2 separate regions of the Mus musculus genome follow, and region 1 is linked to region 2. Evidence: chromatin contacts called from public promoter capture Hi-C data. All regions are on one chromosome and are shown on one strand. The core of a region is the stretch at or near the end of the contact, and the rest is flanking DNA. Distances in the headings are between cores, read along the strand shown. Region 1 holds the start of Sstr2 (somatostatin receptor 2). Region 2 holds the start of Kcnj16 (potassium inwardly-rectifying channel, subfamily J, member 16).

The links. Promoter capture Hi-C pulls out the DNA fragments that hold promoters and counts their contacts.
Region 1: a promoter capture Hi-C map of hippocampal neurons shows a contact between it and region 2, with 5 times the contacts expected there. The contact joins the promoter of Sstr2 here to the promoter of Kcnj16 in region 2. A contact is called at or near these places in 2 of 39 promoter capture datasets (hippocampal neurons and liver).

Annotation. Positions count from the first base shown.
Region 1 is chr11:113,618,041-113,620,740 of GRCm38.p6, forward strand. Sstr2 (somatostatin receptor 2) reads left to right here and starts at 1,287. Exons shown (of 2, transcript NM_001042606.3): 1 at 1,287-1,582. It also overlaps a transcript of Slc39a11 not described here.
Region 2 is chr11:110,996,158-110,998,864 of GRCm38.p6, forward strand. Kcnj16 (potassium inwardly-rectifying channel, subfamily J, member 16) reads left to right here and starts at 1,330. Exons shown (of 2, transcript NM_001252209.2): 1 at 1,330-1,440.

The DNA of each region.
Region 1 (2,700 bases), core at 37-2,536, 2.6 Mb after region 2:
CTCGTTCTGAGAGCTGCACTATTCAACCCTTCAACCCCGCCCATAAAAAAACCTAAAGACAAGCCAACCCACACAACACTAGGACCCGACAACCACTGCTTCAATCTCCATCAAGTCCACAGAGCCCACACATCTCGTAGAGATGGTGCCAGTGAGCGACACTCTGACTTACAAGAATTCCGGGCTGCTTTTACCTGCTGCCTGGCTCCCTGTCAAAACTCACCGCACATACACAACTCCTGGATTTATGCTTTTCCCCGATGAACCCGCAAGCAGATCAAAAACAGGATGGCTGCATCAGGACCCACAGAGAAAGCTAATCGGGGGGGGGGGGGTTTGTTTTCTGATTTTTCATGTTCTAGAAACCACCAGGGTGCACTCACTGTCTCTGTCTGTCTGTCTGTCTCTGCCCCTCTCTCTCTCCTCTCTCTCCCCTCTCTCTCCTCTCTCTCTCCTCTCTCTCTCTCTCTCTCTCTCTCTCTCTCTCTGGGGGAGTGTTAAGAGGTGAAGGAAGGGAGGCTACAGGATTGATTATGACTTATTAAACTATTGGAACATCGGCTGAATCATCACAGTCAAAAAATAAATAGCTGCAACTTGATGCGACACATCTCCCACTTCTTGTGAGTCCCTCCTTGCTCCCGCAGAGCGCCACAGCGCGCGTAGGCGGAACGGTTGGGCTGGGGCTGGGTCAGACCAGCAAGCAGTGACTGACGGGCTAAATTAAAGCTAGAAGAGACTGCATGGCCCGGGGCCTCCAGTTGGGAGAGCGGTGGAGCCCGCGGAGCCTGCTGGCTGCAGGAACTGAAGCCAGGTGCCCCGCGCTTGCACACCTGCAGGCGCCTGCACGGGAGACACGCTTGCTGCTGTCACCCCTTTTTCCTCTGCCCTTAGCCTGACTCTGCAACCTGTGCCCTGTTCCCGGGACTGGACCGTGGTAGGCACGGCTTTGCAAACTTGAGAACACGTCTTAAAGGTCCCGGAGCTAGTCTAGGTCACCCAAGTCGCCGCACCAGCTGCCTGGAATTTGTTGGGTAAAACCAGACCGAGTCACTGAAATCGGAAAGAAAGCCACGCGCGCCCTCATAGGGAGGAGTCGTGGAGACACTGACATCGCTTCACCATCCAACAGCATCAAGGTCTGCTGTCTTATCCTGGGCCACCCGCAGGTTTTCTCCACTCTGCTCACCGGGTCCAACAGGACCCGGCAGGCGGAGCCAAGCTGCCGTGACGTCACGGGCGGGGGCGTGGGGAAGTGTGCCCAGGGGCTGCCACCCGCCCGGGCCACTGCTAGCGGCGCAGCCACCGGCGCGCTCGCGAGGCCACCGGCGCCTGGAGCACCAGTCCGCGGCTGGGCGTCAATGATCTACAGGCCAAGCTAGCTCTCTCGGGGCCCGGGCAAGCTCTCTCAGACGCCAGAAGGGCCAGCACGAGCCAGCCAAGGAAGCTGGGAGCCCCGGGAGCCACTGCTGAGCGCCAAACACCCGCTAAGCCTGCTGTGCTCCTGGACGCCCAGCTGGGTAAAAGAACAGCTTCTGGGTGCTAGAGAACACAGGGAAGCGAGTGCTCGAGGAAAACCAAGGTGAGGGGTGCCAGTGTGCATACGCGTGTGTCACCGTGAGATGGAGGGAGGGACAAGCACACTTTGGGCACCTGCATGCATCTGTTCTGGGGATAGACCGCCGATCCCGGCGACCTGCACGTTGGTCCCGGCGCGCAAATTCTCTGTTTTTGTGCCTTTGGAGGTGACAGGTGGATGAAAGATGCATATCGTGGTGTCTGGGGTGGAAAGGTAGTGTGTTCTGGGACGGATTTGTTCTCAAAGAAAATGCCCAAGTACCGTGGCGTGTGCCCTGCGTGTCCGATGGGGACAACTTGTTTCCTAGCCACCTGCGAAACAGCCCTGGTCCGAGGAAAGAGACACCAGCTAAAGGAGAAGGGACATGCCAAGTGCCACCACAGGGTCCACAGTCTGAGACCTAAGTTAGGGAGGGACAGTGATGGGGACGTCACCGAAAAAGAAGGAAAGCAGATTCTTCAGGGCTCTTTATCGCCCTGATGGGGAGGCAGCCCAAATTCGTCTGCGGTCAGGTCCCCCTCCCTCCCCCCCCCCCCCACCCGCCGCCCTCAGGCAGAGAATCTGTCTAGATTGGAGAGAACCAGCTACTGAATGGTCAGGTCCCCAAGCGACTGTCAGCGCTCCTAGCTGCCCCTGGCACCTCAGTCCCCTCTGCGTTTCGAAGCTGGACATTGCAGGCACCGCAATCCACTCTCCCTCAGTCTGCCTAGAAACGGTAAAGATCCCTTAGGGAACACGTTGTTTCCAGAGTCAGCGAGTTATGACCCTAAATATTTTCCTCACACTAACTCCATCGTCCTGAGCCTCGCTTATCTACCTTCGCCCCAATGGCGAGGGGCACTCTAGCATCGTGGTGGGCTACACAGGGCTGCTGCAAGTTCCAACCTCAGATTCTTGGAGGGGTGTGTGTGTGTGTGTGTGTGTGTGTGTGTGTGTGTGTGTGTGTAGGTGTCTGGTAGGCTTGGAGATGGGGAGGTCTTGAGGGCTCACAACAGAAAGATGCTGGAAAGAAACTAAACCCACCTGTCCCTCCTCTAGTTGTGGAGCAGTCTGTGGGAGGGAAAGAGGGGGTTCCTGAGTGGAAACCCTTCTTTCCATCGGAGCCAGGGGACGCCACCCAC
Region 2 (2,707 bases), core at 80-2,579:
AAAGCTTCCTGCCTCCTCTCGCTAACACCTCTCACTCTGCTCCCATTTTTTGTCATTTAACTAGGGTTCTACCTTCAAATTTATGACATTTTTCATCAAGGTTACTAATAGCATTCCACAGTCAAATACAACTTCTCAATGCCAGGGTGTCCCCTATGTCTGACAAGATGGCATTCCCTAACCCTGCCAAACTTTCATGGTGTACCATAGCTCACGGTTTTGCTGTACATGGAAGGGTTTTCTCACTTCCTGTTATGGATTCTCTTCCTCCTTCCAACCTCAAATTGGGTTTTGTCCTAGGCCTCAGTCAATGGGATTTTTCTCTCTTCTAACTCTTCTGGCTTCTTGTGTGGTCTCTTCCATTATCCGTGACTGCAAATGCCAAATGTATAGCACTAACTTCTAGTCTGAATCTTCTAAATTCCAAATCATTGTATTATCTCCTGGCAAGTCCATTTGTTTGAAGAGTGTATACCTATTCCTATACCTATACCTATACTTATATATCTATAATGCTAGGTAAAAATCTACTATTGAGTGTCACTTGTCAAAATTCCTTATCTCAGGTCTCAGTGAATTCACCAGAATTTACTTAAAAAAAATTCAACATCGACTAATTATTGAAAATGATGCTAAGCCTTCATTTAAAGAAAATGAACACTGGACAGTGAGTAAGTGACTCATTCCTTCTCTTATCCCCAAAGAAAAGAAAGCAAAGAAAACAACCACAAATGAAAGCAGTTTCCTGAAGAACATCCAATGTCCTTGAACTAATACCAAGGTTGTTGATAATTTCTCTAGGGTCACCTACTATCTTGGAACCCATGTGAAATCATGTTGGGCAAGAGGCTGTTTGCCTTTGGTATAGGGTTACATAGTCAGGCAGGGTGTGTGTTTCCACAGAAATCTCTACTGTGACAGTAAGAAAGCCCACACACAAGAAGATCAGACTTGGATGAAGTTGTACCAGCCCTGAGATGTCAGCACGAGAGGATTCAGCCTTCTGGGTCAACGCGATGTTTAGGGGGCAGCATGTGGCCACTTGGTAATTTGAGGGATTCTTGTGATTTAACAGGCTCCTAGAGCTGTGATCAAAGACCGAGTTGTAAAGGAGCTTAGAGAAAGGGTATTTCTCCTAGCTTCTTGTTTTCTGTCAGCCTCCGTTGGCAGGCGTCTCTACCATGAGTAGGCATGGGAACCAGTTAAAGAAAGTGTCGATTCAGTCAAGTAACGCTGAGAACTCTGGCTTTTGTCTGTGCTGAATGTGGCCGGAAAGGCAAAACAGAACGAGATTCTGCTGTGGGGTTTCTCATCTCCATGGTGGTAGGTACTGACAGCCTCAGAAGGGGAACAAGAAGAGCGCAGAGAAGAGATCATGAGTTCTGTCTGGGCAGTCGTGTTGAAGATCAAAAGGCCCCAGGGCTTGGATCTGTAACTGAGGTAAGACCTTGCTGTCATGTACAAACTGATCGAAGCCTGGGCTACTTGCTCGTTTATCTGTTCCTTTAAGCTCATTCTTTCTAAGGGGAAGCTTTTGTTGGGTATTGCATCGTCCACGGGCTAGATAGTCATGTTTTGTTACTACACAGTCTATGGCTGGGATTCTTTTTCCTTTTCATATCATCTCTAAGGAGGGCTGAAGCAAACAGTCTGAGACAAGTGCCATTTAGGGATTTCTTAAGGGAAGTAAAATTCAGAGGAAAGCGAAAAGGGGAGCGACTTGATCAGTGGAATATCAGTGCTGCTTATTGACATGGCTGGTGTGGCAGAAGTGAATCTTTAATTTCCTGTGCAAACAGGCATGAATAAAACAAAGCCATGCTGTATGTCTTTGCCATCCTCCCACTGTCTCCAAGGGACAACAAAGCAACAGGAAGGACACGAAATTGTAAGACGATTCAGGCTCTGTACTGTTTTGTCGTAATTACATCTCCACCGCTAAAAATGTGGGCACACGTTATTATTAAATGTATGTAAAAAAATTTTAGCTACTCAGAAGTCTTTAGTGAGGAGAAATATCCCCTACTTGCCAAACACTTAAATATGCTTTAGAGATTAAAAAAACAAAAAAAGAATCACTAGGCTTTTTGCTATTTAATGTTTTTCTTATATTAATTATTTTATTTCAATTTTCATATCTGAGAGTTGCTATGGAGTAAGTAGCACTCAGGCTACCCCATGTCTGTAATTTTTCATTTCACTTTTAAAAAAGACACAATTAGAATAGTTTGACTGTGGAAATTCTAAGGCCATGAAGGTGCAGGATCATGGATAATGGCCATAAGTATTTTATTTATAGAGAATGTGAGTCTTTGCCTTTCCAAAGTTCCTTTTTTTCTTCTTTGATTCCTATGAGTCTTCAAGTCATCCTGAGAAATCAGAAAAGGCGGAGACAATGTCTGCAGAGCTTATGGAAGCTTTCTATCCTATCAGAATTGGCTACCTATCAGCAGTGACCTTTCTAAGTTCTCAGCTTCAAACCACCTCCTTGAAAAAAGCCTTTAACAGTATCTGTCCCTAGATAGTATATAATCTCTGTTGGTATGGTACCTGGCACATAGGAACCACAAACTAAGCAGAGATAACTGTTATTAGCTCCATTTTCTCGAGGAGGGAAATCATGGTGCAAAGAGTCACTTGATTCAATAGCTAAACTCAAAGTGCTATACCAACAAATGGCTCAGGTCCAAGCAACTCAAACTTTGTT